Linked DNA regions of Mus musculus: all the other regions are linked to region 3. Evidence: chromatin contacts called from public ChIA-PET, Micro-C and promoter capture Hi-C data. All regions are on one chromosome and are shown on one strand. The core of a region is the stretch at or near the end of the contact, and the rest is flanking DNA. Distances in the headings are between cores, read along the strand shown. Region 1 holds the start of Cpd (carboxypeptidase D). Region 2 holds the start of Abhd15 (abhydrolase domain containing 15). Region 3 holds the start of Ssh2 (slingshot protein phosphatase 2). Region 4 holds the start of Blmh (bleomycin hydrolase). Region 5 holds the start of Ankrd13b (ankyrin repeat domain 13b). Region 6 holds the start of Gosr1 (golgi SNAP receptor complex member 1).

What was found. Promoter capture Hi-C pulls out the DNA fragments that hold promoters and counts their contacts. A called contact is a pair of places that touch in the nucleus more often than the background predicts. ChIA-PET counts read pairs in DNA pulled down with a chosen protein or histone mark.
Region 1: a contact with region 3 is called in a Micro-C map of embryonic stem cells, with 4 times the contacts expected there. The contact joins the promoter of Cpd here to the promoter of Ssh2 in region 3. A contact is called at or near these places in 3 of 484 Hi-C or Micro-C datasets (cardiomyocytes and embryonic stem cells) and 3 of 115 datasets of contacts at active chromatin or transcription factors (effector CD8 T cells, embryonic stem cells and pancreatic cancer cells).
Region 2: an RNA polymerase II ChIA-PET map of memory CD8 T cells shows a contact between it and region 3, with 84 read pairs. The contact joins the promoter of Abhd15 here to the promoter of Ssh2 in region 3. A contact is called at or near these places in 6 of 39 promoter capture datasets (the 3T3-L1 cell line, 3T3-L1-derived adipocytes, the C10 cell line and 2 more), 1 of 15 datasets of contacts at CTCF or cohesin (large pre-B cells), 3 of 484 Hi-C or Micro-C datasets (CD4 T cells, the HL-1 cell line and embryonic stem cells), 5 of 115 datasets of contacts at active chromatin or transcription factors (craniofacial prominence, embryonic forebrain, forebrain and 2 more) and 3 of 9 other capture datasets (adipose tissue, liver and pancreatic islet).
Region 4: a promoter capture Hi-C map of liver shows a contact between it and region 3, with 2.7 times the contacts expected there. The contact joins the promoter of Blmh here to the promoter of Ssh2 in region 3. A contact is called at or near these places in 5 of 39 promoter capture datasets (hematopoietic stem and progenitor cells, hippocampal neurons, liver and 2 more), 2 of 484 Hi-C or Micro-C datasets (both in embryonic stem cells), 1 of 115 datasets of contacts at active chromatin or transcription factors (bone marrow-derived macrophages) and 1 of 9 other capture datasets (macrophages).
Region 5: a contact with region 3 is called in a promoter capture Hi-C map of pre-B cells, with 2.6 times the contacts expected there. The contact joins the promoter of Ankrd13b here to the promoter of Ssh2 in region 3. A contact is called at or near these places in 20 of 39 promoter capture datasets (the 3T3-L1 cell line, 3T3-L1-derived adipocytes, the C10 cell line and 13 more), 1 of 15 datasets of contacts at CTCF or cohesin (large pre-B cells), 11 of 484 Hi-C or Micro-C datasets (the HL-1 cell line, the HPC-7 cell line, cortical neurons and 5 more), 21 of 115 datasets of contacts at active chromatin or transcription factors (the 230-238 cell line, the NIH/3T3 cell line, the SCID.adh cell line and 17 more) and 3 of 9 other capture datasets (adipose tissue, liver and macrophages).
Region 6: a Micro-C map of embryonic stem cells shows a contact between it and region 3, with 3 times the contacts expected there. The contact joins the promoter of Gosr1 here to the promoter of Ssh2 in region 3. A contact is called at or near these places in 1 of 39 promoter capture datasets (liver) and 1 of 484 Hi-C or Micro-C datasets (embryonic stem cells).

Annotation. Positions count from the first base shown.
Region 1 is chr11:76,845,650-76,849,533 of GRCm38.p6, forward strand. Cpd (carboxypeptidase D) reads right to left here and starts at 1,359. Exons shown (of 21, transcript NM_007754.2): 1 at 575-1,359. The coding sequence starts at 1,317.
Region 2 is chr11:77,512,626-77,516,551 of GRCm38.p6, forward strand. It overlaps Abhd15 (abhydrolase domain containing 15), which reads left to right and starts at 2,492. Exons shown (of 2, transcript NM_026185.4): 1 at 2,492-3,427. The coding sequence starts at 2,574. Trp53i13 (transformation related protein 53 inducible protein 13) reads right to left here and starts at 648. Exons shown (of 7, transcript NM_001024920.1): 1 at 535-648; 2 at 272-340; 3 at 28-69. The coding sequence starts at 606.
Region 3 is chr11:77,214,195-77,217,984 of GRCm38.p6, forward strand. It overlaps Ssh2 (slingshot protein phosphatase 2), which reads left to right and starts at 2,231. Exons shown (of 15, transcript NM_177710.4): 1 at 2,231-2,321. The coding sequence starts at 2,259. It also overlaps a transcript of Efcab5 not described here.
Region 4 is chr11:76,943,219-76,947,182 of GRCm38.p6, forward strand. It overlaps Blmh (bleomycin hydrolase), which reads left to right and starts at 2,438. Exons shown (of 12, transcript NM_178645.4): 1 at 2,438-2,675; 2 at 3,024-3,221. The coding sequence starts at 2,663.
Region 5 is chr11:77,487,825-77,491,400 of GRCm38.p6, forward strand. Ankrd13b (ankyrin repeat domain 13b) reads right to left here and starts at 2,218. Exons shown (of 15, transcript NM_001373882.1): 1 at 1,615-2,218. The coding sequence starts at 1,728.
Region 6 is chr11:76,761,336-76,765,100 of GRCm38.p6, forward strand. Gosr1 (golgi SNAP receptor complex member 1) reads right to left here and starts at 2,243. Exons shown (of 9, transcript NM_016810.4): 1 at 2,185-2,243; 2 at 1-20. The coding sequence starts at 2,215.

The DNA.
Region 1 (3,884 bases), core at 109-2,608, 370 kb before region 3:
CTATTTCTGAACTACATTCTGTCTCCCTGGCAGTGGAGCACTGAGTAACCAGGCTTAGATTCCCCGATGTTAGTCAACCAGTCTGCCCTTCAATTTCCCCGTATGCAAAACAAGAGTACCAGTGGTGTCTAGAGGATATGAGTGGTGTCTAGGTCGCCCGGTTGTGGTCAACATCGAGTGACATAATGCAGTCGCAGAAAGTGCTTGCCACAGTGCTTCTAGTGACAAGCTTAGCTACATACATAATGAAGGTGCTAACTTAGGAATCCTTAAAATCCGTACCCGTTGCTCATATACGATGGTCTTTCAAAAATAGGGATAGAATGGGAGGGGGGAAAAAGCCCCCCGGCTTGCCCTGCACAAATGACAGCCACAAGCAGGCTTCTTTACAGTTAGCAAGAGGAAGAGGTACTGCAACCTGGCCTCCGTTCCAGTTACTGGGTGTCACTCTCCACACCGACTGCCCCCGACCCCTTAGGCTGGCAAGCACTGTTTGGGCGCCTGCTGGCTGTCAAAATAAGCCTCCTGGCCTCGAAGGCTCACGTGGGACCGAAAGCAGTCAGGCAACGCTTACTTGTTCCTGCGGATCCAGTCGATGAGGGCGCGCACCTCCGGCACCTCATCCAGGGAAGGTGGCTCGCCGGTGCTGAACTGGTCAGGGAAGCTGCGGTTGAGGTCGCGGCCTCGGCTGTTGTCACGGCCGCTGGTCCCAGGCGGGCCGCTGTCGCCGAGGCCGCAGTCACCCTCGCGGGCACGTTCGAAGCCATCCGGGTTCAGGCTGGGCAGCAAATACACGTCGGTGGTGTTGAGCAGGCGGACCAGGCGCGGGTCCCCGCGGCGGTAGCCCGACGCCAGCTCGCGGGCCAGGTAGACCAACACCTGGCGTGACACCGTCTCGTCGCCGTGCATGTTACCCACCAGCTTCACCTGCGGCCGGCCGGGCAGCAGCGGCCCCGCGGCGTCCAGCCCCGCGGCGGCGGTGGGCGGCGGCCCCAGGCCCGCTGTGAGGCGCAGCACCCACAGCGGCCGGCCCTCCACCGAGCTGCCGATGCTGAAGAGACGCGCCAGGCCGGGTGGCCCCGCGGCCGCCGCCGCTTCCAGCGCCTCGCCCAGCGCCGCTTCGTGGTAGTAGTGGTCAAACTGGCCCTCGGCCGCCTCGGAGCCGCCAACGGTTGTCGTGGTCGCCTCAGCCTTCTTGATGTGCGCCGCCTGGGCCGAGCTCCTCAGTAGCAGCAGCAGCAGCAGCAGCGGTGGCGGCGGCAGCAGACGCAGGCGTCCCAGCCGCCAGGGCGGCCGCTCATCCCGGCCGCTCGCCATCTTCCAGCAACGCCGCTAATACCGCTCCGCTCCAGCGGCTCCACACTCCGGGAGGCGGCAGCCCGCCGGATCCCCTCCGCGCCTAGCAACCCCATCCCGCCTTCCAGCCTTAGCCAATCGTAGCCTTGAATGCTTGGGTGTCACTCTAGGGGGCGGGGCTTTCCTTAAAGCGGACGATTTTCCCTCTGGGCGTGTCTCCACTCCAGTCCTTAGGGACTTTAGTCGCTTTCCTTTCCTCCACTAAGGTTCTACCCTCTGTCTTCCCGCCTCCCTATTTCCTCTTCTACTTCTCTCGTTTTGTTTTGTTTTGTTTTGTTTTGTTTTGTTTTTTGCTCAGTCTCTTCTTTATGGCTTCTCCTCTGAAATTCTCTGAGAGCTTTTACTAGCCCCCTTCTTCGTTGCAGCATTTCTTAGCTACGCTTTAATGCTTTAGAGTCAGTAATCAAAAGAATCGAAAGGTTCCAAAGATTAAAGGACTCTTGAGAAAATCAGGAAGTTAGAAAGAATCTTAATCTCCTTGGAGAATCAAAGACCTCCTTAGTCCCATCTCCTTTGCACCTTCCTCCCCGCCCCCCCCCCATCCCCCTTGATCGGTTCTGCCTGGGCTTGAGCCCATCTGCCTACATGCAGTTGAAGAGAATGAGACACCTCATAAAGCAATCAATTCTATTTTTGATTTGTCGCGTGACTAGGTATCTCCTTTATTAAGTGGAAACTTCCATAGTAGGCGCCCTCTGTCTTAATGTGGTCTTAATTGGCCATTCAAAAGTGTTGGATTGTAACTATCTTCTTTGTGTGCTGGTCTCTGCTCTCACTGAGGAGATATCGTTTTTTAGTGACCTTACCCTCCTCTCACACTTCTTTTGAGTAGGAGCATCTAGATCACCTCTATACAGCCATAGCTATAGTTTTGGAATGCTGTCTTTAAGAGATAGATTTGCCATGTCTAGAAATACCTGCTTGGCAAGTGTACTTCCCCCAAGGTATTTGGGTAAGTCCAGAAAAACCTAACCTTCCAAGTAAAGTTTAATCACGTTAGCTTGAAGAAATTTGAAGTTTGGCAATCCTTTTATCAAGCGTGAAATTCTAACCCATCTAATGACATAATTGTGATAACCATTATCATTCCCTTCTTTCGGTGCTGGATGGTTCGAGTTTCTGAACTCTAATTGAATCTTCATAGAGCCCGTGGAATTCACTGATTACTGAGTATTTATTGAGTAATTGGTGTCTGTCAAAGCTAGAAGCTGGGAAGCAAGGCATTGCTTGCATAGTTAGAGATCCAATGCAGGGATGAACAATGCAATACATCTGTGGGGACATTCCTGAGGAAAACCTCATTCAGTCTGAGGAGAAGGCAACCAAGAAGCTAGGGAAGAAGCCAAGATGGGAGTGAAGAATTCTGGATAGAAGGAGGAGCATGCACGGGAGGTTGGAAAGTTTACGAGCAGAGCCTAGGTGTTCTAGAATTGTTTGTAGGTTCAGGTTACTGGTGAAGGGGATCACAGAGGTATCAATAAAGAGCCAAGGATGGGTTTGAAGCTAATTTAGAAAAATCTCCCCCTGGCAGTAACTTGAAGAACAGAATAGGCAATCTTAAACATGAGGCCAAGAGACCCACAAGAAGCACATAATCCAAGAAGGTACTGAGTCCTTGAACAAGGATGGAGCTGGTGGAAATGGAAAGAAATGGCTGGAAATGACTTTAGGGGTGAAATGGGACAGTTCCTGCGGACCCAGAGAGAGGATGGCAGGCTGGCTCCAAATTGAACATTGCCATGGTAACAAGCAGTGCTGTGTGAAACTATTCCTGCAGAGACATGAACAAATGTCTGCTCACCACAGATATGGAACCAATGACAGACCAAAGCAAGGATACTACTAAAATTCAACTTGGTGAATCAATGAATTTTATTGATGTTACTTACAGGAATATGAGTCAGGGGTTGCTTACAGGAGCAGAAATCACTCAAAGACAATAGCTGCATCGCCAAAAGCCCACTCCACATGGGCGATGGCTCATAAACTGGAAAACTGGAGGGCACTACATAACTTGCAGGCAGTACAACAGGTTGATAGTGCATCTAGCAGTCAATTCAGTTGGCTTCAGCATCCTCTAGACAGGTGGTCTCTGCATCCTCCCAGAGCCTCTTCTAGGTACCTCAGCAGATCTGAGAGTGTGTCTTAGTAGTCTTTACTGCTTATATGCTTAGAGAGGGAGGAGTCTAGTGAATCTGGTCAGTTTCAGGGACTTCCTGAAGAGGCTGAAGTGTTTACTTCTGGGGCTAATGAAGCTTTCCAGCAAGATGGAAAGCTTCCCCTCCTCCTTTAGCATTCTGTACCTTAACATGTGACCCTCCGAGATAGAAGGTTTTGATCTTGGAGGAAATTGCTACAGAACACACAACCACTCTAGTTTTGAGAATACTTCTTCTTTTTGTCCCATTAGTCGAGGCTGTATGCTGCACAAGGGCTGTAACTCATCTGAAATAAAGCCCCAGCTCCATGCAGAGAGACCCTCTTCTCCTCTGGGAGTACTTCATCATTACACTGTGCAGTTTTGCAAT
Region 2 (3,926 bases), core at 1,242-3,741, 300 kb after region 3:
CCAAGATGGGCTACTGGTTGTACTTACCTGTCCTTGGCTCACCTGTGTGTAAGTCACTCTTGGTAACACCTACACATGAGAAAAGAAGAGAGCAGCTGGGGACTTCGTGTTGGGTGTGAAGAAGGGGACAACCAGCCCCAAGCCCTGGGCTGAGATGAAGACGCTGGAGACTGAGGGCAGGAGAAACCACAGATGTCCCAATCGGGCGACCACCGAGGGTGCAGCGAGGCCGTTCAAACCCTTCTCGTCCTCGGCCCTACAGGGTTCCTACCTGTGGAGGCACAGGCCACAGGCCTTCAGGACAAGGGGTTCCTGCCTCCTCCGCCGGCTCAGCCACCACCTGTGGGTCCAAGGCGAAGAGCTGGGCGTTGGCCTCTGCGAGGGCCCCGCCCTTTCGGTTCTAGGAGTAGAGGCGCGGACGGATGGAGGGGCCTCCGAATCCCCTCGCGCGCGCCACTCTTTCCAGGACAAAGTTGAAGCAAAGCGCTTTGAGATTCCCCCGGCCAAGACCTTACCCGGAGCCGGTCGCCTTACCTCGCGAAGGCTCAGGAGCCCCACCAGGGCTACCAGAAGCAACCGGGGCGGAGGTGGAGGAGGATGAACCATTTCAGCTGGGCCAGCAGTCCCGCCAACCAACTAGCTGCAGCGCCACTCGCTCGCGCGCGCCCGCGACCCCGCGCCGCTCGCGCGCCCACGTAGACCGCGGCTCGCGCACTGCCTTGCTCCCTCCTCGCCCGGCCTCGTGCCCCGCCCCCCCTACCGCCAGGCCCGCCCCCGCCCCGCCCCGCCTCGCCTACCGCCAGGCCCGCCCCCGCCCCGCCCCGCCTACCGCCAGGCCCGCCCCTGCCCGCCTCCAGGCCGGCGCACGCGTCCTGAACCCAAAGCCGGAAAAGTTAGTCGCCAAGGATCTCCTGGTCTCCAAGCCCATGGAACCACCTCCCTCGGCCGAGATGCGTCCCGGAGCGTTTGTGCGACCATCAGAGCGCAACTGTATCGCCTGAGTAGAATCTTGGAACCCCGCAAAGGGCAGGAAGTGAGATCCTTAAGGACCGGGTGACCCAGGTGGAGACTTGTGTGCTCTTTTGGCAAACCCGCTCAACACGGAATTATGAAATCCTAGCTGTCCCAGAGAGAAGGTCCCGGCTCTAGCGCTTCACCTTCACGTTGCTCCAGTCCTGCTCTCGCTAATAATAAGAACTGAGCCCCGAGCTGTTTTGGGAGGGTCTTAGGCCCAGAAGCCTTAAGAAGCCAGAGCTTTCTTGATTCCCGCTCTCCTTTGCCCAAGGAAACACTGGTCCGAGGAGCTACAGTGCTCAGCTCGGCCTCCCTTGCAAGGGAGCGCTGCAAAGGAAATCCAGCTAAGGATTGACGCCCAATCAAAAGTTTGAAACAGGCCTGCGAGATGGCTCAGTGGGAAACGGTGCTGGCCGCCAGCCTGACGACCAGAGTTTAATCTGTGGACCTAAGTGATTGAAGGAGGGACCTGATTCCCACAGATTGTCCTCTGACCTAGACACACACACATACACACACCCCTAAACAAATCTTTTTAGGTTTGAAATACATCAAAAAATAGTTATTTCAGGCCTCTCCCATGTGCCCGGACTTATTTCACCCACCCCTGCAGAAATGACCAGATGTTGATCTGACCTAAAGAACCACACTTCTCTCTACCAAAGCCCCACCGCGGGGCTAAGCATCCCTTAATCCTCTCCCTCAACATATTCGGCCAGACTCGAGCCTCTTTCCTTTCCTACAGTCCTTCTTGATAAGTAGTGGAGACGCCTAACTCTTGGAAAGCGTCCTTGGGGGTGGGCTGGGAAGGCCACAAGTGTCTACCGGCTAGTGCCCGGATGCCCTCCAGAGAAACGACAGCCACCTCCCTCAAACTCGTGGTCAGGGTCAGATGCTTCAGTCTGCCTCTGGCCAGGTGCAGAGTCCCAGCCCTACTGAGTTATCGCCCAGTTGCTGGTCCTGGCTGGGCGGCAGGGCCAGGCGAAGGAGAGAGAGATAACACGTCTCTAGCTGCAAAGGCAGCAGCGAGTGGGGAAAGTGAAGCCAGCGAGGGATCAGCGCTTTGCTCCCTTCTTGCTTTTTTGCTACTCCTCAATAGCGGATCCTGAGGGTGCAGTGACCCAGGGTCTCCCCTGGAGCCAGACTTCATTGAGGGCAAGGGTAGAAGCAGGCACCTCCCGTTCACCCAGGCCTCCAGCCTCACCCCCTCCCCAATCCTTTCCTAGCACTCCTTGTTCCGCTCTCTCTGGTTGGCCCTCAGGTCCTCGCTCCCGCTTTGTGGCCCGGCTCTCTTTCACCCTCTGCTCCAGCTTGTCGCAATCGCTGTACAAAGGGCTGGGGGCGGGAGTGGGGGGGCGGGCGAGGGGAGCTCGACCCGAACTGGCTGTCTCCTCCTGACCACGACCAATCCGGAGCGCGCGCGCCCTCCTGCTTGGGAGGACTCTTGACAGCCACGGGCGGCCGGGCGGAGCCGCGCGGACAGAACGAGGAGCCCGACGAGAGGACAGCTCCGCTCCCCGCAGCCCAGTGCCTCCCTCCGGGGACTGTCCTGCCAGGCCATGCCTCCGTGGGCGGCCGCTCTAGCGCTGCTACTGGCGGCGCTCGCCTTGCTCCTCCTGCGACCCTGGAAGCGCGCTGTCGGAGCGCGAACCTCAGTCCGGGACCACGAGGAGCAGGAGGTGGCGAGCGGAGGCCCCGCGGATCAGTTCAGCGACCGGCGCGAAGCGCTCCCCGGAGGCTGCAGCCTCATTTGCAAGCCGTCGGCGCTGGCCCAGTGCCTGCTGCGCGCTCTGCGACGCTCGGCGGCGCTGGAACCCAGCCCCCGCTCCTGGCTGTCGGGACCCCACCTGCAAACCTTCTGCCACTTCATCCTGCCAGTCGGGCCCGGGCCTGAGCTAGCCCGTGAGTACCTGCAGCTGGCAGATGATGGGCTGGTGGCTCTGGATTGGGTCATAGGACCTTGTGCCAGGGGCCGCCGGGTCACCAACCCTGGGAGCCTCCCTCCAGTGCTGTTGGTAATCCCCAATGCATGGGGACGCCTCACTCGCAATGTACTGGGGCTCTGCCTGCTCGCCCTGGAGCGCGGCTACTACCCGGTCATCTTCCATCGCCGCGGCCACCACGGTTGCCCGCTAGTCAGCCCCAGACTACAGCCTTTCGGGGACCCGTCCGACCTCAAGGAGGCGGTGACTTACATTCGCTTCCGACACCCGGCGGCCCCCCTGTTCGCGGTGAGCGAGGGTTCAGGGTCCGCGCTGCTGCTGTCCTACTTGGGGGAGTGTGGCTCCTCCAGCTATGTGACTGGCGCCGCCTGCATCTCGCCAGTGCTACGCTGTCGCGAGTGGTTCGAGGCTGGCTTGCCTTGGCCCTATGAACGTGGGTTCTTGCTGCACCAGAAAATCTCTCTCAGCAGGTGGGTAACGGGAACAGAAGTCTACAGCTCTGCCTGGTATGGGAACAGAGCTTTGTGGGTAGGTTGGGGCAAAGTTCTCACGAGGTTTCCAAAGCTGTTCAAACCCTATAATTGACATAGAGCCAGGAAAGTGGGTTTCAAAGCCATATTAGCCCCAGGGCCTCCGTTAGGGCCCCATCAGTTCATCTCAGTCGCAGGTGTCCTAGCAACCGGTGGTCAGCAGAGGCCTGCACCTGGCATTTACCACTTAGTCCATAGCTAGATAGGTCAACAAACAGGGCTCTGGAAGCAATTGCGGCCGATTATCTGTCCAGAATATTTACCTTCAGGCTCTGAGCCAGGAGGTGGCAGGAATGAGAGATGTACAGTCTTTGGTTTTTTTAAATCCTTCAATCTGACAGATGTTTTACATATTTCTAGGTGAGTACACAACACTTATTCCTGTGTTTGTTCTTTCTGAGTCAAGGTCTCATACAACTCTGGCTGCACAGCTGAGGGT
Region 3 (3,790 bases), core at 981-3,480:
GATGATATATATCTTGACCATTAACCTACAGTTTAGAAAAAGCATGGACCATGTCTCATTTTTTTCTTTTGCTTGAAGATATTTCCTGTACATAATATACATTCAACAAGGCCTTTATGAACTCAGAATACACTTCAGAGAATAGAAAATTATCTTGACTGCATGTAGGACCTTTTAATTTGTATACATTATCTCATTTGATTATGAAAGTCCTGTAAGTTAGGGTTTCATCATAGAGAATAAGGAACTACAGCTCAAAAAGTTCAACTCATTTGCATAAGGTTTTACACAGCTGGAACTAGAAGCTAGGTCTGACTCACAGCAGTGCTTGGTCTCATTGTAAGGTTAATGGACTTAAATGTCTCCTTTTCCAGATGAATTTCTTTAGAGTATGCCACTATATAGAAGAAAACCCAAGTTGTCAACCACATATCAGTAGGAAAATCAACATACTGAGAATTACTGATTTGGACAATACTTCTCTTTCGGTTTATAAATACATTTATTTGGGGACATTTAGCTCTCATCTTGGCTCTCTACATAGTTTTTTGTTTAGTCTCTTAAGTCTTGGTTCAAAGTTCTTACTTCTGAACCTTGCCTTCTCTTTCCTGTTCACTCTGGAGCTCTGGGGATAACGTTGTTTCTCATCTGTGAACCACAGTTCTTCAATTCTCATCTCATAGGCAGTCTTGATCACCACCAGGGGGCAAAAGCCTACCAACTGGTTTTTCTGCACTACACTCTACAGAGGACTGGCACAGTACAGGGACCCTCAGTGACTCTTGATGGAACCTCCCTGCTAATTACTTCAACCACAGGGCCCCAGGGAGAGAACAAAGACTCAGCATAGAGGGTTCTTGTGTCACTTAACCACACAGCAACCAGAAAGAGCTTATGACAGCCCTATCAGTTTAAAAGGAGCAATGAGATCCAAGATTGTTTGAGTGACAAACAGAAAGAGGTGGGCTTTAGAAACTGGAGTCCATAAGTGAGTGTTTTCTACAGCTTTGATATGGATGGTGGTATTTACCAGTTCATCCCCTCAACTATCTCTGTGTAAATATATCAACGGGTTGCACTGCGTGACTTTTCCTTTTCTTTTTAGTCTTGATTTTTCCATTACATGCTTGGTTGATGTTGGCAGTTTACCATTTAGAAATGTCTTCCTTTAAAATATTTTAATTCTACATTTTCACTTGCATTTATGAAATAGTCAAATTTATGGGGGAAAGAAAAAAAGCTCAATGATCAAAAGATCTTTGTTTAGTGGAGATCTTCACAGTAGGAAGCAATTGAGAGGTTTTAAAAAAAAAATAGCAGGTTGGAGCTTTCCAACTCAGGGTCCAGCTCTCTGTGCCCGCCCCTTCCCTCAGCATCTCAGGTACAGTGACTGACTTTAGGCAGGTTGTAGAGGAAGGAAGCCTGAGGCTACTACGAAGTTTCCAGTGTTTACCACCGGGGGGAAAAATCTTTCTTAGGAAAAGTCTGGTCGTTAACCCTGAGGCCCTTTATGATGAGGAGGGTGGGGAAGCTCATTAAGACGGAGCCCTCTTGAGGGCCAGGTCCAAGCAGGAGGGCTGGTCTCCCGGGTCTAGCCCAGAGAAAGCGTCTATAGCACCTGCGGAGCCCTTTTCCACTAGAAAACGTGTTCGCCTCAGGATTTTCGCCTCAGTTTTTCTCTAAGGTTGCGCGCCCCACTCATAAAATGGTTGTCTTTCTGGAGTGAGGATTAGCGGCTCTCCCACCGACCCCCACCCCCAGATCAGGACCCTCGGTTGGCTGGCTGCCTTCCAGGGCTCCTTGGCCAGCTCGCCCCACGCCGCGCAGCGGGGACAGACAGAGCCGCAGGGGCAGCAGTAGGGCTCGAGAGCTGACCCGGGAGGGGACGGCGGCCCGAGGCGCGGCGCACGCAGCCTGCCCGCCCGCTTCCGGCAACTTAAGGGTTACGCCGCCGCGGCGGCGCGCGCCGAGGGGAGAGGCGGTTGCTGACAGGTGGCGCCTGCGCACTGGGAGCGCTCATTGTGCCCCGCAGCTGCCGAACCGCCCGCCTGCCCGCCCGCCGCCCGTTCGGCGCGTCAGTAGGCGAGAGAGTCCGGTGGTGGGTGCGGAGCCCGAGGCCGTTCCCGCGGCTTCATCTCCCTCTCCGTTTCCCTCGTCCCTACGCCTCACCCATCGTCCCCCATCCCGGCTCCGTCACCCTCCCGCCCCCCACACTCAGGACGAGAATGCCCTGCCCGGAACAACCCAGCAGCACCTAGATGGCTTTGGTCACGGTCCAGCGGTCGCCTACCCCCAGCACCACCTCCAGCCCTTGCGCCTCGGTGAGTCCCTCCAGGCGGCAGCTCCCAGCTTCTGTCACTGCGGCTCCGCTTTGCCTCAGCGGGTCCCGCCGAACGCCACTGCGCACGCGCCGCGCCTCTTCCCAGGCCTTGGCACTCAGGCTGCTGCGAACCCCCCACACCCTCATCTTACCGGCGAGCAGCAGCGACTGCCAGACGTTGGGGTTTTTTGTTTGTTTGTTTGTTTGTTTGTTTGTTTTTTCCCCAACCTCCATCACCCGGAGCACCCAGTCCCTCACAGCGCTGGCTCAGAAATCTCCCGTAGCATGCTTCCCATGGCTTGAGCACTTCCTTTCGGCTATGAGTCATTCTTGCTTTTCACCCTCCCCCCTTCTTTTACCCTCTGTTGCTCTGTTGCAGGGAGAGGAAGGGTGGGCTCCTAGGTTACCCCCGACCCACACCCATATCCTTTACGCACACCGTTTCAGGGACCCAGTCAGTGCACTGCGCATCCTTCTTCCGTCTCGCCCTGTGTGTGCCTTTCTCTAGTCCCTGGCATCTCTCTTGTGCTCCGTACAGTTTAGGCTTCATTGGACTGCTCGGTGGTAGTTACTCCCTGGTTTCTTCCCACCCTTAAAAGATGGCAGTGATCTCTGCTTCTTGGACTTCTACCTTTCTCAGTGAGAACCCAAAGCTTCTGGTGCTGCTTGATAACCAGTGCCAATTCATTTCCATCTTATAGACATTTATGCCTTCCACTCATTGCTCATGATCGTTCTTGCTCATGGGTTGTGCTTGGATGGTTCATGACTTCAAATGCTGTGTCGCTAAAGCATGTTTCCAGAAGGAAAACACTCATCAATTAGCATTTTTTTTTCTGCTGGGCTTTTCTATGCCTTCACCTCCACCATGACTCCTTTATAGCTCTAGTCTCGGGCTTCATATTTGTGAATACCTGCTAGCATGTGTTAGCATTGCACCAGTGTGGTAAAATGGGTCTTAAAAAAAAAACAGGCATCTAGATGAAAATATGAGCAATTGAAGAACTATTTCATATAGAATTGTAGTTTTAACATTAGATTTAGTAGTGTCAAGTTGCAAAGAGGCATTCAGTGAACACCATGACTTTCCACTGTATGAAAGAAAGTTGGGTCATTAATATTTGTTAACTGAGATAGGAGTTTGATATCTTGAAAGCATGTTGCCTTGTGATTTCAATATAGTTTCCTGAATTTCAAAATTTTGTTGCATATTGTGGTAGTTTCTTCCTTTGTGAGTTTTCTTGTGTGTTTTTGTATGACTACCCTAATTCAAGAAATTACTCTATTCACCTTGTGATGGTACAGGATACAAAACTGAAATCTGTGGGTAGAAGTTTAAAGAGGCACATTTCCATTAGTTTAGGGAAGACGTTTGTAAAAATCAAGTGCACTGTTTTGCAAAATAGCACACATTGTATCAAGCAGAAGCCAGGGGAGCTTTGGCCAGACAGGTGATATAAAGAATCCTTG
Region 4 (3,964 bases), core at 1,188-3,687, 270 kb before region 3:
TTTTACTTGTATGCATGTTTTTGTACCACATCAGAGAGTCCATGGAGGCCAGAAAGCATCAGGCCCCTGGAGATGGAACAGATGATTGTGAGCCACCATGTGGTTGCTGGGAATTGAACCCAGGTTCTCTGGAAGAGCAGCCAGTGCTCTTAACTGATGAGCCATCTCTTTAGCCCTGTTGCAAATTTTCATAACCCAAATCCCACCACCAGTTTCATGATCCCCTATGGGGTTAAAGCCAATGTATTTAAAAGCTGGGTCTTGGTCAGTGATGTTACCTTTTCTAGTTCAACAGAGAGCTTTGAGGTTAGCCATGCTTCTTCACGCTCCACAATTAAGGCTGTTGTTATCTTCCAAGTGTTCTACTATAACAGCATTCTGACTAATTCCCCTGTCTCCAGAATCTCTCCCCTCCCCGTAGCCACCAGATCTTTCTTTGCACAGATCTGAGAATATGGCTCCTTTGTTTAAACCTATTTTTGACTTCTAATTAAGCATAGAATAAAGTCCAGATGCTCAGGTGTGGCATATAAAAGCCTTTATATCCCAGCCCAAACCCACCTTCCTGGTCCTGCGCCTTGCCTCTGATCTCATCCCAGTTCTTGCTTTGAACCACATCAAATTGTGGCGCAGGGAGGCTTACAGCTGATCTTGTCATGCGCTCCCACGCCTCCTGCCTTTGCTGTTACCTTGAGTGCCCTCTCTCTCACTCTTTGTCTCGTAAAATTCCATTCACTCTTCAAAGTTATCACCACCTGTCCCCCTTTTCTTTTTGTGGGGCTGGGGGCTAAATCCAGGGTCCTTGTGCACGCTAAGCAAGTGTTCTACTCTTGAGCCCAGCCTTATCACCTCTGTTTTTCTAGCGTCTGGCTCTCACTGCTAGCTACTACTTATATAGCACTACTGTGAGATAGCATAGGTTCTGTTGCATGTCTTTCCCACGTTAATTGTTTTGAATGTGTATGTCTCTGTGTATAGGTGTGCACATGGGATGAGTGCCCATGGTAGCCAGAAGGAAGTGTTGGCTGGACCCATTGGAACTGGACTTACAGTTTTCTGACTTGAGTGTTGGGACCCGAACTTGGGTCCCCTGGAAGATCATCAGCAAGTGCTTTTATCTGCTGGGCTATCTCCCAGTCCCACATCATGAGTCTCTTGATGACAAGATTAAAGTTTTTAATTTTTTTTATATCAGCAGAAACTTGCTGAGGACCTGTTACACCACAAATGTTGAATACAATTTTATTCTTTGGGCTGAGTCCAATTGGGCAGGAAGTTTGAACATCATTTTTATTGTTTATTTATTTGTTTGTTTATTTATTTATTTATTTGGTGAAAGGGCCCATGATTTCTTTCAGCATGAGTTGTAGCTTGTTTCTTTTTTCTTCAGAAAATGGAAAAAATAAAAAAAAAAGCCCCACAGGATAGGGTAGTTGATGGGCTCCCTTGGAGATGGTTGCTATGTCGAATTGCAGGTCTTTAGCTAAGTCTCTCAGGGACACAGAGACTGAATTCTCAAGTGACAGATGGCTGTCTGCATGTGGCACTTTCCAGACATCAGAATTCCTCTGAACCATGGGTGATTTTCAATTTAAGACTTAGGTTTTAGGCTCCATGGAAAATCTGAATAGTAAGGCTACAGTGTGCATTTGTACTTATTTTATTATGCAGTGGACTCTCCCGCCCCGTCTTGAAAAACTGATTAATTATCTCGAAGACTCTGTGTGTGTGTGTGTGTGTGTGTGTGTGTGTGTGTGATTTACAGGTTTTGTAGATATTAGCAAAAAAAAAAAAAAAAAAAAAAGCATAAAATTGACGTAATCATTCTCCTTAGCCCAAGCTGGGCTCAATAGGAACCACTCATGAGCCTTGCGAAGCCCAGAATGTGTAGATGAAATGAGCAGATGTGTATTTGTAGAACCGTGGTAGTAGCTTATGGGTGGGTGGGAAAGAGATTGGTTCCAAAATCCTTTCAAATACAAGAACTTTGTTCTCACTAGACTCTAAGCAACAAGTTGCAATTGAAAAAGATGAACAGATTGGTCAGCTAAGTGCCTACAGGAAAAGCCTTTGGGTGGATTTCTTGAGATCTGCCGTCCCATGGCTAATTTTGGGTCCCTTACTTCCTTTTCACTTCACAAAACCTCCTCTGGCTTCTCAAAGGAGTTCTAAGCGTCAGTTTCCCCAATGCTAGACAGTGAGGGATCTGGGTTCATCAGCACGGAACCCTCAGCCTCCTTCCTCTAGGAGCTTGGGATCCCGGGAGGGCGCCCTTGAAGCCAGGAAGAGGGATCACAGATGGCGGAGGGCGCAGCCGAGGCGAAGAGTGAGCAATGCTGGCAGTGGGGGCTGCAATCGTGGGTGGCTTCGCCCTGCCGCTCCCGGGCCGAGGTGCGGGCCCCAGAGTCTGAAAGGCCGCCCCTGTCGGCCCTCCCCCGGGCGGGGCTAGCCCCGATGGCGCTGACTCAGCAACGCGAGGGGGGAGTTTTGTCCCTCCGCGGACCCCGTTTCTCTCGGCCACCATTGAGCGGGTTTCCTTCTTCCGGCGCTTAGGGTGCGAGAACCAGGTCCGGCCAGCTAGGCAGCGGACTGTAGTGTAACCCCAGAGCTCACCTGAAAACCCTGAAAACTAACGTTTCCTCCACGAAGCAGTTTGGGCGCCATGAACAACGCAGGTGAGGCACCGCTGGTACCACGAGTGTTTTCCCGGGTCCTCTCCCGGGCTCGGCGGACCCGTGAGGCCCGGCGGCGTGAAAGGCCGTGGGATGGGATGGGGGTGGGTGGGGAGGGGGGGACGGACCTAGGCGAGGGCCGGGATGTAGCCCTCCGGGAGGGTGGGAGAGCACCAGGAGAGAGACGACATCACGCGGGGAGGATGCCGGGAGAGGGCTTTCTGGTACAGCACTCTGCAGGATGCTCTTGCGAAGTTAAATCTAGGATCTACGGTGACCCTATCCTAAAGCTGTCCCCGTCAGCCTCTTTGGGAGGGGATATAATTATAATGGCGTTTGATCTTCCCACAGGACTAAATTCGGAGAAGGTATCTGCTTTGATCCAGAAACTAAATTCTGACCCTCAGTTCGTACTTGCCCAGAATGTCGGGACCACCCACGATCTGCTGGACATATGTCTGAGGAGGGCCACGGTCCAGGGTGCTCAGCATGTGTTTCAACACGTTGTGCCTCAGGAAGGCAAGCCAGTCACCAACCAGAAGAGCTCTGGTGAGGTCTACGACTTCTTGCCTACTTTATTGACAGCAGCACATTTTGTTGTCCTAAAAATGGCCCTGGGATAACAGAGCTTTGTAGCATTGACAGAACTTGTAGTAAGCCAGAGAATAGGCACTAGAAAAGGGCAGGCCCAAGAACATCACCTGTGTGGTGGCTTCAGTGTTCTGTGGCCTATTAGCATTTAGTTTGTTTCCTAACGTGACAGATGGTGGTCTTTGAATGCATATCATCATGTTTTGATATTATGTGATGTTGGATGTGTGCGGTTTGTTCTCGTGCAGTTTTAATCTTAACAGTTCATCTAGAAGTAGCAGAAGAGAGAAACAGCTTATCAAGTTGCAGACAGATAAACCTAAAGCAAAAGATGAGCTATGTACTAACAGATTTGGCCTGTGCCAAATAATTAATAATTAATGGAAAAATATCCATACCATAGGAGATGTCCCAGAATTGCCCTAAAGTCCAAATGTATAAAATAGAAAAAAACATAAAGTGATTACAACAGATTGTAACCGGCTATTTTTAAATATGCTCTGTGGTTGCAGCTGGAGTTGCTATTCTCATAGTTCCTGTCAGTAGTTACTTTGTAGTATTTTGAGTTCTCATTCCTTGCTGGCTGAGAATTGTTGTTTTGCTGTCTGCTGTCCAGTTACAACTGTTGAAAATACATCTACACTGAGAGATTGGTTATCTAGGAATCCAAACAGGAGAAATAGTCTCAAAAAAATTGAACC
Region 5 (3,576 bases), core at 968-3,467, 270 kb after region 3:
AATCTCTAGATCTTTAGGGACTTCCTCAGGCAAGGAAAATGAAGAGCAGCCAGAGAAAACAGGATTGGATCTTTACGTCCTGTCTTCCTCACACTGTAATCCCAGAACCAAATCTCCTCCAGGGCAGGCCTTGGTACCTTGTATTTGCTTTTCCCAGCTCTCTGACCTCCTGTCTTTACAAAGCCTTTATGACAGATAAACTAACTTGGGGTGACCTGGTGGAAGCAAAGGCAGAAAGGAAGTGAACCCCTAGGCTGGCCCGGAGGCTTGCAGGCCCAGGTTATGTTATTATTAAACGGGATGAAATGCAGAGTCAAGTGCTGTACCGGTCTGGAGGCTGGGAGTGAATGTCAGACGGTCCAACCCTCTCTGCTTCACAGTCTGATGTCCAGCCTTGGCCCCTTCCCTTGGGAATTACACAGGTCTTCACACTGAGCTACCATGATTGTAGTGGACCTAAAATCCCTAAGCTTCAGACCCTAATCAAGCCTGCAAATTTGAATCTTTAAGCAACCCAGGGTAGCCTGGGTCCAGCTCTGCCCACTGCTTCGCCTGAGGGGGTGGAGGGTAATGTTGGCACCGTCACTGCTTTGCCAGTTGTCAGCTGGGGTGGCAAGGCACAATTGAGGACTATTAGTGACTTTGCACCCACCTTTGTCCTGAAGAATGACCGAGAAATCATCCCCCAGGCTTCCTGGGTTTTCAAATACAGGGTCTCACTATGTAGCCCTGGCTGCTCTGCAACATGAAGTCCACCCTCTGACCTTACACTTGTGGCAATCCTCCTGCCTCTGCCTCCCCGGTGCTGAGACTACAGGCATGCACTGCCACTTCTAGCTCCCCGGCTTCTTTGAAGTCGCTGCCCAACCCAAAGCTGTCTGACCCACAGGTTTCTCTGATTGGCAGAAAGCAGGGAACCCCTGTTCTGTGCAGGACCTCAAGTCCTTCCTATGGCCCCCTGGCTTCCTCCACGGTGAGAAGGTAGGCCCTAGCACCAAGAGGCAGGAGAGCGCCTTTCAGCACCTGGACAAGGCCCTCCGGAGCATCCCAATAGGGTCTTTCTCACTCCTGGCTCCGAAGCCAGGGCTGGCATCTGAAGCACCCATAGGCTCTGTCCACTCTAAACAAACAGAGACCTGGTTCACCAGGAAGTGAGAGGGCACTGGGTGGGGCTGGAATGCCCGAGGGTGCAACACAGCTTGTTCCCCGATCTTATGTGGGCCCCCTCCCCACGCAGGCCTTTCCCGTCCCTGCACATTCACGCGGGATGTCATGTCGCGTCTAGATCGAGTGGGGTGGACTCTCCCACCACATGGAGCCCAGACAGAACCGACAACCCCTCCCTAGAATCCCTTCAAGCCCCAACGGAGAAGAACACAGGGTCCTTCCACACCAGTCTCGGAGAGCCCGGAACACGTGTGGGCCACCGGTCCTGGAACCAGAGAAGCAGGCGGGGGCTGCTGCCATCACCCACTTCAGGTCAACGAGCACAAAAGCCGCAGCTGCAAACAAAGAAGCGCTGCAAACTAGCCGGGGAGGCGGGACAGGCGGCGCCGCGCCCCCTCCCCACGCCGCGCGGGCGTGCGGGGCCATGGTCCCCGACGGCGCTCCTACCTGGCCGGCGCGGACCTCCTTCTCCAGCTCCCGGTGGCGGTTGTGCCACACGAGGTAGTGCAGCGGGTACTTGCCCTCGGGCCCCTTCCTGGCGGAGGCGTTGGCGGGGATCATCGCCCGCTCCTCATGCCGGGGCCGCGGCGCCCGGCCCGCGGGGAGGGACGGCGCGGGAGCCCGGGCCCGGGGCCGCGGGGCGGACGGCCGGAGCTGTCTGCTCGCGGGGCTGCGGCTCGGGCATGTGCGAGCGGCGGCGGCGGCGGCGGGCGGGGGCGGCGCGCCCGGCGTGGTGCGGGCGGCGGGCGTCCTCGGGAGGCGGCGGCGGGAGGCGCGGAGCAGCCCCCACCCGCCCTGGGAGGGAGCGGGCACTCGGCGGCACGCGGCCTCGCGCCTCCCCTCCCACACCCCCGCACACAAAGACGCCTCTCGGCGGAGGGAGCAGGGACCCGCAGCTGGAGCGGGGGCGCTCGGGGCGCCGGCCCCGGGGTCGCCGCCGCCGCCGCCGCCGCAGGGACGCGCGCCCGCACCCTCCGGCTCCCCTAAGCCGCATAGCCCGGCCCTCAGCCCGAGCGGACGGTGAGGGACAAGCGAATGCGGGGAAGAGAGGAGGGGACCCGGGTGCGCCGTGCTGGGTTAGTTACAGCTTGGCCCCGCAGCATCATGGGGCTTGTAGTCCGCCTGGTAGAACCGTGCGTTTCGGATGACCAGAGATGGTCTGGAACTGATTTCCTGGAAGGGTGGACAGAGAGTCAAACCCGGCCGAAGCGGAGGCCTTACTTGGATGCCAAGTGGGTTGGGGGCGCCTCCACCCTTTGGCATTTTGCCTTTTGCAAGGAAATGGGGGAGGCTTTTAGGGCTGACCTGAAGCGTTGGGTCGGGGGTCTATGGCCTGCAGAAGTGAGCTTGGGTCCCAGGGAGGGTAAAGAGGCATCTAGATTCATAGTGACTAAAGAGTGACCCTAAGAGAGATGCAGGGCATCAGTACCAAGGGTCACTGAAGCAGCCAGGGGTCTGAGAATCGAAATATTTCTCAAATCTTTGCTCTCTCAGAAAATTAAACCCCAGCTTCCACACATCACGTTGGAAAAGAGAATGTCTAATGAGGCGAAGAAGACAGTCTTTCCCCTACATGGCTCAGCAAGAACCAGGATGAGGTTGAGCAAAGACAGCAGCAGGTGGCATTTCCCCACCTCCATCCCATGTGGGTCCCTGCCTAAGGAAAATGACTGAGTCCAGATTGCCTGCTTCCTGAAAGAGCAGAGAGACAAGCGCTTCCACAAGGAGCCCTTGCAGAGAGTGTGGTCAAAGTCAAATTGGCCTCTGTGGCGGCCACCTGCAAATGGTAAAAGGACCAAGATGCCTTGGGAGAGAAAATGTCAAGAGAGTTGTATTTAAATACCGTAACAATTGCTTGATCTTAAACAAATTGCTTATCCTTCAGAGTTTCTCGGCCCACTCACCTCTAAACTGGGATCAGATACTACCTCATGGGATGAGCTAAGGGTATGAACTGCCTGAAAACGGCCCCTCTCTCCTTCAACCAGCCTGAGACAGGTGGTAGGAGCGAACATGTTGCCTTCCTCGAGCCCACCTCAAGGCAGAAATAAGGAATTCCTGGCCAACCCGATTTAGAACAACAATCTAGAGAGTGTTTGTGTGGGAAGCGACAGCAAAAGCTTGCAAACTCCTTGCGCCCTTCTTGGGTTTCTTTGTGTGTTCTTCTCTCCTGCTTCCTGCACACCCAGTGGTGCCAGGCCCGGGAGGACTGAGTAGACTGCCTCGCCCCTTTCTGCAGCCTGGGAGGAGCCGGTAGGCGTCTCTGCAGCCCAGAGCCGCAGCCCACCTCCACCGCCAGGGGTCAGCAGAGTGTCGTGATTGCAGCCCGAGTTGAGGAGGGGGCTAGAGAAAGGAGGGGCAACTAGGAGAGGCCGCGAGAATGCCTGTACAATTCCTCATTAAATCGTT
Region 6 (3,765 bases), core at 993-3,492, 450 kb before region 3:
CCGAGCTTGTTTCCTGAGATCTTTTAAGAAAATTACAAAAGTAAATCATTGGTCTATCAGTAGACGCTAAATTCCTAAGATATTTTAAGAAAGGCAACTATGAAAATGATCACATATTGATCTCTGATCTAGTTACTCAGAAACCAAAGGCATGTCTAAGAAAATAAATTGGTCAAGTATTTAAAGTTCAGATGGGAGCCATGAGGGAGGCAGTTGTGGGAGACACACAACCTGTCCCTTTTCTTTCAAAGACAGCTTGACAGCCAGTGCCATAGCATCCCTGAGAATGCTCTCATAGCAACAACCAACTGCTGTAACTTAAAGGGCAACAAGGGGAGAATATAAATCACGGAGAAATGAAGATGGTCTATAACCCTCACATCAGTTTACCAGATAGCTTTCTAAGAAGCTAGCATTCTTTTTGACACAGTTTTCTTTGTTTCAAAACTCTGTTAGGAGTTTGGGTCTTGCCTTTTCGTTTTTCAAACAGGCAAAATACCTCAGCAATTAAACACAAGGAAAAAGCAAAAGCAAATTAATAAAAAAAAAAAAATTGGGGGGGTATCAGGTAAAAACAAAGAGTACACTTTGAACAAGACAAATGTGACAGGTTTTTTTTTTTTTTTAAAGCATATGTTTTAAAAGTAGAAGCAAACAGATAAACTGGTGTAGAAGCTTGGTTTCTGAACGGCTGAATGAAAGGAGCCATACTTGGAAACCCAATATGTATGTACATACGTACGTATGTATGTATGTATGCATGCATATATGTGTATGTGTGTGTGTGTGTTCATGGTGAAATTCAAATGAAAGGAGTAAACACAGGAAGGAATAATGTAAGAATGTCTCAGGACTAAAGAATATCAAGACACTGTGTCATTATATTTTGCAATCCAAGGCAGGAAGCAGAATTATATGGTGGAGTGTATCTACCCAGAGACCAAATCCCACTCCTAACGTCAGCTCAGCCACCTATTGTCTTTGAGATTTACTGATGATCCAGTTCATTTAAAAACCTCAAGCTTTCAGTTTTTCTATACATGCTTAAAGCATCTGGTACAAAGATATATTGTCAATATATTAATTGCTTTAATTATTACAGTATAGTGTTTCAAAAACCCACAGCCTAATGACTATCAATAATGACTATCATAGCAGCTACTCCTATCTACATAGTTTAAAAAGAAATTCTAGCTACGACAAGTATTTCCAAAGGGCATTTTAAATACACATTTTAAACTATAGGCATGTTTCTCTGTAATTCTATTTATCTATTTAGTCTAATGAAAAGCATAAAGTAGAATGTATTTTGAAAACATGACAGAACATAAAATTCAGTCCCTTAGATCTACTGGCTGATGGTGACAATACCATATTTCCCAGGGGCTTCATGGGACAAAAAGAGGAAATAGGCTTAAAAACTAAATAAGCAAAAGGTTAAATGAAACAAAGTGGGCCATTTCTGATCTCTGTGGATCACTGTGGACTAGGAAGGTTTTGTGTGACCTCACTTGAGTGGACCAGACTTTCAGGAATTAAATAAGCACAACTGAAGGTTTTCCTGGCGGGAGACGAACAGCAAACGTATTCATTAGAACCTTTTTTTGCTATCATTTTTAACAAAACCGATCTTGGAGTCCAGGGAAGAAGGTACAGTTATTTTCAGTATTCTGTCACCCAGTCGTCATTAAAGTCTCAATCTCAAATTGCCAGTTGGGGTCCAGGAGGAGACGACCATCCACTAAAATATCCCTGCAAGGCTGGCGCTGACAAGTCCCTCCTCACTCCTAGTTGTCTGACAGTGACCTCAACTCCAAGGTTCTGACTGCTCGTCTTCCGGGCTCTGGATATTGTTGCTCAACACCCTCCTCCCAAGAGCTCGTCCCCGCAGCCCCATCCGGAGAGCCTCACTACCCCTCACACACTTCCATCTGGAGCCTCAGGCGCCTCTTCCTCTCCATCCCGGCTCCCTCCACTCCCGGACCCAACCCCTTCCCAGGTCCGGCTCACTCCGCCCCAGCTCCTTCCCCAAGTTCCCAGGCCCAGGGCTCCTCTTGGACAACCTCATCCCAAAGTGTGGCTCATTCCGTAGCCTGGCTCTTCCCTCTGCTGCCTCCCTCAAGATCCAGCCTCATTAAGTTCACTCTGCACCCGGTGGAACCCACTCCGAGGCCTTGCCCTCACCTTCCCAGTAATTGCTGGTTCCTGCCGCCATCTTTGTTGCCCAACGTCAGTCGGGACAGGCGAGTAGAGGCCTTGAAGGCCAGAGAGTCACCTCCACGCCTTCTTCCACCCCCGAGCGCCGAGGCTGATGGGATACGCTAGCCTCCTTAGACACTGCCACCTGGTGGACAATTCGTTATTTTACAGCTTTAAGTAGCTCGTTTGAAAGCGTCGTTTAGCTGTTCTGGGTGTTCATACCACATCTTTTCAGTCTTCAGTCTTCAATTTCTTCATCTCGGATTGTTCTTTTCAGCGGGTGACTTAGAGGAGAGACACAATTTCCATTATCTCCCCTTAAATAGGATGTCTTGGGACCGGAGGTGGGGGGGTGGTGGTGGTGGTGTCAAGCTTAATGGGGCAGGTGCCTTGCCTGAATGTAAGAGGGTCTGGGTTCGACCCCCAGCATTCCATAAACAGAACATGGTAGTATATGCCTTTAATCCTAGTACTCAGAATGTGGGGATAAAAAGACCAGAAGTTCAAGGTCATCCTCAGCTACATAGAGAGTTCAAGGCTAGGTGGGGATAAATGTCTCAAGAAGAAAAAGAAAAAGAAAAAGAAAAAGTACCTTCAATCAGCATTTTCCTTTCTCAGAGCCAGTGGTTCTTTTCCTGCCCATCTTCCACTGTCCAGTATGTAAAGTTCCTTCCCTGGTTGACTTCCCTATGTCTACAGCAGAGCATCAGTCCTCTGTCCCTTGCTAACAGCTTCCATGTGCCCACAGCCTGAAGCTCACTGATGTCGTTAGACTAGCTGGCTATCCAGCCCCAGTTTTGGCTTTCCCAGTGCTGGGATTACAGACATATGATGACACGCCTGGCCTTTTCATGTTTGTCCTAGGGATCTGAACTCACATCCTAATGCATGCATGCCAAGCAATTTACTGGCTGAGTATAATATGCATTATAGTAATAAATTGTTATGTGTTGTTTAAGTCCATTGAAAAGCTGGTTGTGGACATAGGGTTGTCACCCCGTGCCCCAGTCACACACATACTTAATACCCAAGCATATTTCTTGTAAATTGTCCCAGAGACCCCCTGGCTGGGGATGGGCTACCTGGCTGGCTCTGTGAGAAAGCAATAGTGTAGCAAAATGGCCCAAAGAGTAAAAAATACCAGGTCCGGGAGGACAGAAGGAGAGTATCTGAGTTAACACACCGTGTCCTTGATCACAGCTGATCATTCCCTCTGACCTTCCTGACATAAAGATGCCCACGGTGGGAATGGTTCATTGGACATCTTACCTAAGAGAAGCCGTTCTTCCTGGAACCCTTTTTGTGGGTCAGAGAGAGGCTCCAACTAGCTGGTTTTTGCTCTCCAGGTCTCCTCCGTTGCTTTCTGCTGGATGACGTAAGTGTCTGATCTCATGAACTACTACCTCCTGCTTGCTGTCTCTTTCTTTCATTTCTGTTTGCTGTATACCTAAAAACCAAACTTGCTTGAAAATAGCACAGCGATTGCAGATCATTCTTTGTTCAGGACACTGGGCCATCTCCCCAGGTCCCTGGCTATGCATTTCTTAAACTCGATTTCCCATTGTT